Regions from separate parts of the Mus musculus genome. Here all the other regions are linked to region 1. A link is a contact called in public HiChIP or PLAC-seq data. All regions are on one chromosome and are shown on one strand. The core of a region is the stretch at or near the end of the contact, and the rest is flanking DNA. Distances in the headings are between cores, read along the strand shown. Region 1 overlaps Mttp (microsomal triglyceride transfer protein). Region 2 overlaps Dapp1 (dual adaptor for phosphotyrosine and 3-phosphoinositides 1). Region 3 overlaps Dapp1 (dual adaptor for phosphotyrosine and 3-phosphoinositides 1).

Region 1 (3,059 bases), core at 352-2,851:
TAGACAAAAACATCCCAAAATAGACTCTGTTCAGTTCCCGTGAGCTTTCCCCTTGGGGTCCCTGCCAGCACCATTCCTGCTGCTATTTTAGTAAGCTAGACACATTCTCTTGGCCCAGCCCAGCCATCCCAGTTTCTCCTCTGCTCATGAGCTGGATGAGTTAAGATCAGGAGAACTGGTGTCCAGCTCAACTCTAATCGGACGGCTGGAACCCACTGAATTCTCTAACTCACTTCTATTTCCTCTCTGAATTAGGGGACTTGATTCTGAAAGCCAGTGATCCATTCCAAATCCCCGAGACGATTAAAATACAGCTACTCAGGTCATTGCTTTTCTATGATTTTAGCATCCTTGGGATAAATCTATGATTTTAGCATCCCTAGGATGAATCTATGATTTTAGTATCCTTGGGATGAATCTATGATTTTAGCATCTTTAGGATGAATCTAAGGAATACGTTTTTTAAAATATGCTTGCCACAAGGCAGCAGGACAGAGACACTTAACAACCATTGGATCCCCCAAAGTTTTCTGCATATTTTACAGTTATCCAAGGTTCCCTTTATAGAACTGATTCCAACTCCATAACTCTGTATTTAAGCAATAAATCATTTCATATGTAAGTGAAATTTGACTATCCAACTTAAGTCAACTTAAGTCAACGTCTCTAAAACAATACTTAATCTTAAAAGCAGTTATAATTTTCTGTGGAATTTCAGTATGCAAAAATGCTTAGAAATGATTTGATATACCTGTTGACAAATAAGATGTTGGTTGACTTATTTATTGACCTGCTCATTTAATTTGTAGTACTGGGGCTTGAACTGGGCCTTGTACTTGCTCAACAGGCTCTCAACTACTGACACACATCTCTAGCTCCTTTTATATTTTATTTTATTATTGCTTGGGAGATATATGTGTATTATCTATGCATGTGTGGTAAATGCGCATTATATGACTGAGTGCACACATCCATATGCATACATGTAGGCCAGAGGAGACATAGGTTTCTATCTCCCCCCATCACTTTCTGACTTATTCCCTTGAGACAGGTTCTCTCGCTGAACTTGCAGCTCACCAACTGGGTCAACAGAGCTGGTCTGTGAACTCCCAGAATTTACTTGTCTCTTCCTGTTGCACTGGTTACTGGCACAGTAGTAGCCACAACCATCTTTTATAAAAATGGTGGATTTCATTAAGTCACCAGACTGTCTTAAAGTTACTCTATGACCCAGGCAGACCTTTGCTTAAAACTGGGCCTTAGCCCCCAAGTAGCTGAGATTACAGCGAGTGCCTGCCTCTCCCCTTCACCCAATGCTGACTTCTTAGCATTAAGTACCTCGTTGGTAGTTCCAGAGCTTAGCTGCATCTGGAATAAGCTAGCCAAGCCTCTCTTGAGATTTTCTATGCCCACTGGCTCGTTTTCATAGGAGTAGAACTCCTTGACCTAAAGGGAAGAAGAAAAATATAAATGAAGTCATTGGACCTTGTTTATCAGATTCAGTTAAATGCGAGGCTGGAGAAGCCTGGTTCTCACACCCACTGATTACGTGAGAGATTATTCTGTTAGTGCAAAGCTGTGATTTCTTTCTTGTAAAAGGAAGCAGTTTCAGTTTCTAGGAAGTGAGATCATCAGGAAATGGAACTTAGGAGGCGAAAATAAAGGTCCTGAGCATGAAGGTCACCGTGGAAAGGGAGAGCCCAGGGTTTCTGTAAAAACCAGAGCTGTGGAGGGGAGCAAAGCTGGGCCATCATTTTCCTTCACAGCACACACGTTTCACCTGCTAGAAACAAAAGCTGAATAAACAAATAAAAAAAAAAACAACAACAACAAAAGTGAAAGAAATGCTCTTAGAAGAGAACGAGAATCACCACAAATGGCAGTTTGCATTTCTGAAATGGTGTGACGTCATGGCGTAGGCCATGACGAGGCGCTGGAGTTTGCTCATGAACAGCTGTGATACCCATGAACAAGCGGCAGAGCACCAACGTGATTCCCGAGCAGTGACGCTGCCTCGGGTAGCAGAATGGCAGAGGCTGCAGCGCTGGAGAGGCTGCTTCTACTGCACAGCCCAGCTACTGCAGAAGGCTCTCATCAGAACGTATAGGGAGGGGGTTGAAAGGAGTGTGATTTGGCAGGAATAGGAAGTGACTCGGCTCTGTTTTATATCCTTCTCACTTACTGACCCTATATCTTTTATCATTTTAATGAGTTGGTTCATCTATAAGAAACAGCACGGAAATCATAGAGAAGTTTTTAGAGGGCAGCCCATTACTTTCACCTACTGACTTCAAACACACCCTATGGTTCAGACATGGAGGACAGATATGTCTTCCCTGTGAAAATACCTACAAAAGCGGTGGCAGAACATTCCTGCCCCGCCGATCCACTTCTCAGAAAACAAAACAAAAACAAACAAATAAACAACAACAACAAAATGAGAATTTCCAACAGCTCAGGAGTACAATGAATTTAATTAATATCAATGTTGAATAATTCAGCCTAAACATTCCTCATGTCTTAGGAGGCAATATTGTGTCTGAATTAACCACATGAGCGCGTCAAATCTCTATTTTTACTTCCTAGACATACTCCGCCTAGTGACAGGTTTGCTGGATACTGTATCTGTGATCAGTTTTAGTCACTCCACTGCGTCACCCTCAAGGGTAAGGATAGTGTTGTCTGTGCTGGTTAAAGGGGACCTGTGCCAGTGACTTCACTGTCTGAAAATCCCGGGATCATATTCTCATACAATCCACTGGCTGTCTCTCAGCTGCAAGCTGGCTTTCTGATGCTCCGTGCTATGGGATTTCCTTCCCATATGATTTCCAGTGCATATGCTTGGATATCTCTGGGCATCATGGCTACACAAGGCTTATAAGTAGAGTTCTCAGACCCAGGAAAGTCGGACGTGCTTGGACGGTGGCCATGGTATGTGTCGATGGAGGGTGATATTTTGGTCCAAGTCTGAAATGCTTCCGAAGCCATTAGCTGGGGAAGCTAACACTCTGTCTTCATTCGCTCCCATTTCCCTAGCCTACAAAGAGCTCTTAGAGTTC
Region 2 (3,059 bases), core at 418-2,917, 170 kb before region 1:
TACTTAATTGTGTTTTAGGAAACCATGCAAGCTACCAAAGATGTTCACAGGGTATAGTTAAATATATATAACTCTGTAATAAAGAGCCTAAATACACACACACACACACACACACACACACACACAGAGAGAGACAGAGACAGAGACAGCGAGCCAGAGAGAGACAGAGACAGGAAGACAGAGAGAGACAGACAGACAGAGACAGAGAGACAGAGGCAGAGAGAGAGAGAGGGATACACATGGACACATCGATAAACATGCTGGAAACGTATAAAGGAGGCACCCAAGAAGAACCATCACACATCGTAGATCATATAACAGAGAAAGATGTCACAAAGCAAAGGAACATCCTCTTTTGAAGGAAAGGGTTGTTAAAAGGAAGCTGAGGAATCATATATTCTCACTAAGCCAGGCTGGGTCAGGAACTTGGAATACATTGTCTCCAGGAGTATAACTGCACCGTCTATTATCATGTTGTCTGTATCTTTGTAGCATCTTGATGGTGACCACTTACGTCCTAAGAGATCGCCTGGCCTCTAACTCAGCAGCAAGTCCACTGAACACTCAGTAATCAGGGGGTCTCTTTCAAACTGTGAAGACTTAACTTAAGTGACTAAAACTCTCAGACTTTTTCAGCATCCAGAACAAAGACTCAGTCTGTGCAGCGAGGGAAGGAGAGCTGGCATGGGAGCCATGCTCCCTGCAGGACACTTAGCTCATCTCAGCCATCCCTCTGCTGGGAAGCAGCACAGGTTAGCCCTCTTGTGCTCTAGAGCCTCACCTTCCCTCTGGCCCACTCCTAGCGATGCTGACCTTGTTGGTCCTTGAAGCCCTTCTGTGGAATGTCTGCCTCAGGGATCTTGTGTGTTATTTTTTTCTCTCTACTCTGCCTTCTTACTCCTTAACGTGAACTGTTCTTTTCTTTAGGAAAAAAAATTTGTTGACAATTTCATACATGCACATAACCCATTTTCTCCTTCCTCTAAATGACATTTCTGCTCCAATGTTTCTTACCCAGGGAAGTTGCCCTGTCCCTCCGTGTAACCTGTTTGGTGTTATAGTATGCCAATTGTATCGTGACCTCCTCTATAATGGAAGCTCATAGGTCTTTGCCTAGTTTACTGCAACACTTAAAGCTGGTGGTCACTTTAAAATGTTCATTTAACAAATGAATTAATTAAATTTAATCTTACCTCAGGAGCCTAGTGCTTTCGCATTTACAATATATGAACAATAATTTCCTTAAAGTTGACAAAGGATGTGAAGTAACTTTATATAAGCACCTGCATTTGGGGGAAATCGACTACTTTCAGTTTTTTACTTCAAGCAAGTTCTTCTTCTAGAAGTATGACGTAATGTTCTTCCTCCACAGACTGGAACTCATTTCTCAAAAGAGAAAACAGAAATGTGGATACCTCAGAGCTCAAAGCTGGGAGAGAGAGAGGTGCCCACAATGGGTGAGCAGGGACAAGAATGACAATCTGACGAGGGCTCTGTTCTCTCAACTAGGTCAGTTCAGGATTCCGTGAGCAAAGTATACTGAGATACAGTCCTGGATCTATTAAAAAGCCTCAACTGTTTTGGTTGGTGTCATTACACAATAAAGTTCTTAGGCTTCTTCTTGTTATATTATGTGCTTTCCCTGTTGACCAAGCCCTAACCACAGTTTTTAAGTTCTCTCCTGTGTTACAGTGTCCACATACTTAGTCAGTTGAACTTTGTGACACATGGAGGAAGCAAACAAAAAGTAGTTATGACTTCCATAATTTGGTCTAAAGAGTCTTAGTCCTAGCTGAGACCAAAGCTACAGATCAAGTATTGGCTGACTCTTCCTACTGACCAAAGATAAACACAGGCAAAAGAGAGCAGATCGTAGGCTCACTGATGGCAAGTCTCTAGGAGCCTAACAGAGGCTAAGAGGGAAGGTGGGCATGGCTCCCACCACTAACCAAGAAGCTGTCTGCCACCGATACCTGCCGGCAAAAGAAAAATTAATTCTCTTTAATGGAGTCATACTGGGTATATTGGCCACAGTTCAGGGTAGATCTTAGACCCAGAAGTGGTTGTCCAATACAAATCAAACTCACTGGTGCTTGGTAGACTTTTTTTCTTTTAGGAGGCATTTTTTTTGTCTTATTGGTCTTTTGATTATGTATTTTGCTTTTGATTTTTTTGTGTTTTTATGGTACATTTCTTGGTTTTTGTTTTTTAAGAAAGAAGGGGCATGAATTGGATGGGTATGGAGATGGGGAAGGTCTGGGAGATGCTGGGGAGGGAAAAGTATGATCAGAATATATTGTATAATTTTTTTTTATCTTAAAAAACAGAAGAGGAGGAGACTGTGAAGATAAACAGTTGATACACGAGGTGGTTTTGTGACAGCTAAGAACAGGGAAAGAGGAAGCTACGAAGGGAACTGGCTGGCAAGAAAAGAAGAACTGAGCAGAGGTAGGTCTTGATCTGATCTCGGGCCTCGTCTGTCTCTGGAAATGTATCAATCATTTTACTTTCCTAGATTTCTCTAGCTCTAAAATCCAATGCTTCCTTTTGTTAACTCTTTAACTAGCTCTCCAACCTCCAAGTCTTTTAAAACCAATTTTCAGGATTTTTTATTTTTGATGAGTTGTAGTAAAATGGTAAACTATTCAAGCTACAAAGCCACAAGAACTTACGAAGCAATGATCCCTGTATATATGGCCTATGTGTGTGCCCACATGTGTGCACGTACATGGTACAGTATGTCTATGGAATATACATATATACAGCATAAACTTGAGTTTCTTTACCTTTCACCTTGTTTAAAACACATACCAGGTTGAGCTGGACTTAAAGCTTTTGGAGACTCTCCTGTCTGCCTGTCATCATCTCGCAGGGAATAAACACACGTATGCTACTGAGTGCTGGCTTTTAAGTAGGTTATAGGATCTCAGCTCTGGTCTTCAGATTGCATGGGTAGTGTTTTAACCACTGAGTCCTAACCCCACGCACTTCCCCTTTAATTGGCACAGCATCTTGCTACATAGTCCTGGTTAGCCTCAACTTGAGCCTCCCAGGTGTTG
Region 3 (3,059 bases), core at 162-2,661, 160 kb before region 1:
GAGCCAGGTTGCTGGGTCTCATGCCCAGACGATGACTCAGCAGGTGGAAGGTTTTTAACAGACTCTCACCTCAGTGGATGTTGCTGATCTGGGGCGCCAGCTTCAGGGCCCCTGTCCATCTGGACCTGCTGTTCCTCTAGGAAGAGTTTTTTCCATCCTTGCTCCTTACCTACAATTGGCCCTTCCCATTGGTAAACAACCTTGAGTCTTCCTGAAACTTCTACCTCATGATAATTCTGCCTTATGTTGAGTGCCTTTTAATTTCTTGCTCAAAAACTTGCCTTCTTTTAAGCGATTGCTACACTTTGCTTTGTAGCAAGATTTGGGTCTTAGTGGCCCTATGAGACTAGACTTCTTCCCAACAAGGTCATCGAGTTACGATGGCTGGTCCAAGATGCACGCTTTCAAAGGTCTATTATTAAGGAAATGGACAAATAAATGAATAAAAATAACCATAACTCTAAACAACTGGCCTATGGATCCTGTCACCTCTGATGGTAGCTTCCCCCTGCTCCAAATGTTACCAAGTATTTGTAATGAAAACCAGTGATATTTATTTTAATTTTTCATGAAGGTGAAATACATGCAGTCTATTCATAAATAGCTTATGCTCAGATGAGTCACATGTAGATAAAACTTTAGTTACCATCTGTGATCTACCTGACACGCAGTGTAAGTACCTGTGTTCTCACATGTGCAGGTACATGTGTGTATAAGCACACGTGCACATGTATGCACATGGTTGTGGAAGCCAGGGGTTAACCTCAGGTATCATTTGTCAGGAATCTTCTCCATGGATTTTTTTTTTTTTTTGGCAAGGACTCTCACTGAACCTGGGGTTCATCAATTCAGCAAGTTCTGTGTGGCCAGTGAGCCCCAGGGATACCTCCGTGTTCTCCTTTCTAGCATCAGGATTATGAGCACATACCAACATTCCTAGTTTTCTACATGGGTTCTGGGAGTTCAACTCAGTTATTTTTATCTTGCATAGACTTAGCTATTACTGCCTAGCCCTATTTAGAAAATTTATAAATAAGACTTGTCAGGGTGACTCCAAATGTTACTAGATATAATTTTTCTCCCTTTGGCTACCTAATTTGTTTCCTATTCTGTACCTATCTCTCCTTCTAAAAAACGCATGTAGACTCACTGCCAGAGAATGGAAGTTATGCCAGGCAGAACTCATAGACGCTCCGACCCCAACTCCAATGTATAGCACTGTTCCAATTACCCAGGTAAGAACTAGTCAAGATGGAGTTGTGAAGAGATTTAGTGCATTGTTAAGTCTCCAAATTGGTTCACCTTAAAAACACGAAGAGTCTCTTGTGGGCCTGACCTCTTCATGTGAGCTCCGTGGAACGGAACTCTCTGACACAGGAGAGGGTAGAGAGGTGCTCTGGCTGGCAGGAAGGCAGCAGACAGTCGTGCCATGTGTATTACGCATGCAGGCCACACAGCACGGATCACAGTGGCATCTGTCAGTTGACACTGCTCCCTCCCTGATTGACAGCTAGGGGAACAGGGACCCTGGTGCTACCACAGCAGGGAAATGAAAGACAAGCAAACTAGGTAAGGAAAGGAGGAAGTGATGCAGGGGTTCTGCGTTTCTGTCAAGAGCCCCAGCTGCTGCTGAAAACATCTTTAAGTCAGGCTGGCAGAATTTGAATAGAGGCCCGGATTTTAATGTATGCAGGAACAGTGGCACGGTCAATTTGTGTTGTTTTAAGCCATGACAAATTTTTGGTGACTTGTTATATAGCATAGAAAGTGAATACCGAAGGGTCCATGTCTAAGAAGAGGATAAACAATATGTTAAACTCTTTGCTTTTGAGCTCACTGAAGCCTGTCAACAGTTGTTTAGAGAAGTACCTTTTTGTGTTTGTTTGTGTATGTGCATGCATAAACATTTACATGTGTGCAGGCATGCTTATATGTGCAAGTGCATGTGTATATCTTTGTGTGCATGTGGAGACCAGAGGCCAGTCTTGGTTATTGTTCCTCAGACAGTATCCATCTCTGGCTTACAATTCACCAAATAGACTAGGCTGGTTAGCCAGTAAGCAGTGCCTGTTTCCATAGCAACAGAATCGAAAAGATACACTACTATACCTGACTTCTCCCATCCATCCTTCCTTCCTTCCTTCCTTCCTTCCTTCCTTCCTTCCTTCCTTCCTTCCTTCCTTCCTTCCTCCCTCCCTCCCTCCCTCCCTCCCTCCCTCCCTCCCTCCCTCCCTTCCTTCCTTCTTTCCTTCCTTCCACTGCCCCTCCTTCTCCCTCTCTCCTCTCCCCTCCTCCCTGATTGAGAAACAGCTAAGAGAGTAAAAGTATTTCCCAGATTGGGAAGCTAGTGTAGTTGGTAAAATACATGCTTTGAAAGCATGAAAACCTGAGTTTGGACCCCAAAACCGAAGAAGAAAGAAGAGGGGGGAAGAGAGGGGGGAAATGGAGGGAGGGAAAGATGGAGAGGGAAGGGGAGAGGAAGACTTAATTAATAACAAAACCCAAACCCAAATAAACCAAAATGGCTGAACTAGACGCAAAGGAGCGAGGAACAGCATCTGGGATGTAGTGACTACCATCCCAAGTGTGCAAGGAGGTCAGGAACAGAAAGGAGAGAGGGGAGAGCAAGGCTTCCTGGGTTTGTGAAAGTGCTGCCACAGTCATCCAATAGCCCCCCCCCCCCAGGGTCATTATTAGCATAGAGCTTTTGCTGCATGTCCAGCCAAGGCCACAAGAATTCGGGAACATTAGATGCTTGCTACTAGAAGCCAGCGTGTCAAGGGTTCAAGACTACAAATGGGGCCAATGGGGGATTGGAGGAGAAACCCTAAATGCACTGAGTGTCCTTATAGGTGCAACTCAGAGGGACTAGATTAGCTCACCACCTGGGGGAAAGGGATGGAGTCCATAGAAAGAATTTAAAATTGAACATTACCCATTTAAGTCTGTGACTATGAACACTGCACGGTCACAAACCATTCTGCCTTTCCCAGGCAAGAAAGAAATCACAAAAAGGGGCTCAGCCCAGGAATTCAGATGTCAGCGCTGTCTCACTGTTG

The links. HiChIP or PLAC-seq counts read pairs in DNA pulled down with a chosen protein or histone mark.
Region 2: an H3K4me3 HiChIP or PLAC-seq map of bone marrow-derived macrophages shows a contact between it and region 1, with 4 times the contacts expected there. The contact joins two enhancer-like sites. A contact is called at or near these places in 2 of 115 datasets of contacts at active chromatin or transcription factors (bone marrow-derived macrophages and heart atrium) and 3 of 9 other capture datasets (adipose tissue, embryonic stem cells and pancreatic islet).
Region 3: an H3K27ac HiChIP or PLAC-seq map of microglia shows a contact between it and region 1, with 7 times the contacts expected there. The contact joins two enhancer-like sites. A contact is called at or near these places in 4 of 39 promoter capture datasets (hippocampal neurons, liver, second pharyngeal arch cranial neural crest and 1 more), 4 of 115 datasets of contacts at active chromatin or transcription factors (bone marrow-derived macrophages, embryonic stem cells and microglia) and 2 of 9 other capture datasets (adipose tissue and pancreatic islet).

What each region holds. Positions count from the first base shown.
Region 1 is chr3:138,116,975-138,120,033 of GRCm38.p6, forward strand. It overlaps Mttp (microsomal triglyceride transfer protein), which reads right to left. Exons shown (of 18, transcript NM_008642.3): 4 at 1,339-1,446. Among named protein-coding and RNA genes, the nearest start is that of Mttp, 13 kb to the right of the region's middle. Within about 2 kb of position 1,602, at least 26 of the 459 cell types and tissues checked have an H3K27ac peak or open chromatin away from gene starts, as enhancers often do. A contact at or near this core is called in bone marrow-derived macrophages and microglia, where this site is marked.
Region 2 is chr3:137,945,349-137,948,407 of GRCm38.p6, forward strand. The region is part of intron 4 of Dapp1 (dual adaptor for phosphotyrosine and 3-phosphoinositides 1); the gene reads right to left. It overlaps Gm19708 (a long non-coding RNA gene), which reads left to right. Exons shown (of 4, transcript XR_867665.2): 1 at 1-1,509; 2 at 2,328-2,448. Among named protein-coding and RNA genes, the nearest start is that of Gm19708, 3.1 kb to the left of the region's middle. Within about 2 kb of position 1,668, at least 57 of the 459 cell types and tissues checked have an H3K27ac peak or open chromatin away from gene starts, as enhancers often do. A contact at or near this core is called in bone marrow-derived macrophages, where this site is marked.
Region 3 is chr3:137,962,165-137,965,223 of GRCm38.p6, forward strand. The region is part of intron 2 of Dapp1 (dual adaptor for phosphotyrosine and 3-phosphoinositides 1); the gene reads right to left. The region is part of intron 2 of Gm19708 (a long non-coding RNA gene); the gene reads left to right. Among named protein-coding and RNA genes, the nearest start is that of Dapp1, 18 kb to the right of the region's middle. Within about 2 kb of position 1,412, at least 60 of the 459 cell types and tissues checked have an H3K27ac peak or open chromatin away from gene starts, as enhancers often do. A contact at or near this core is called in microglia, where this site is marked.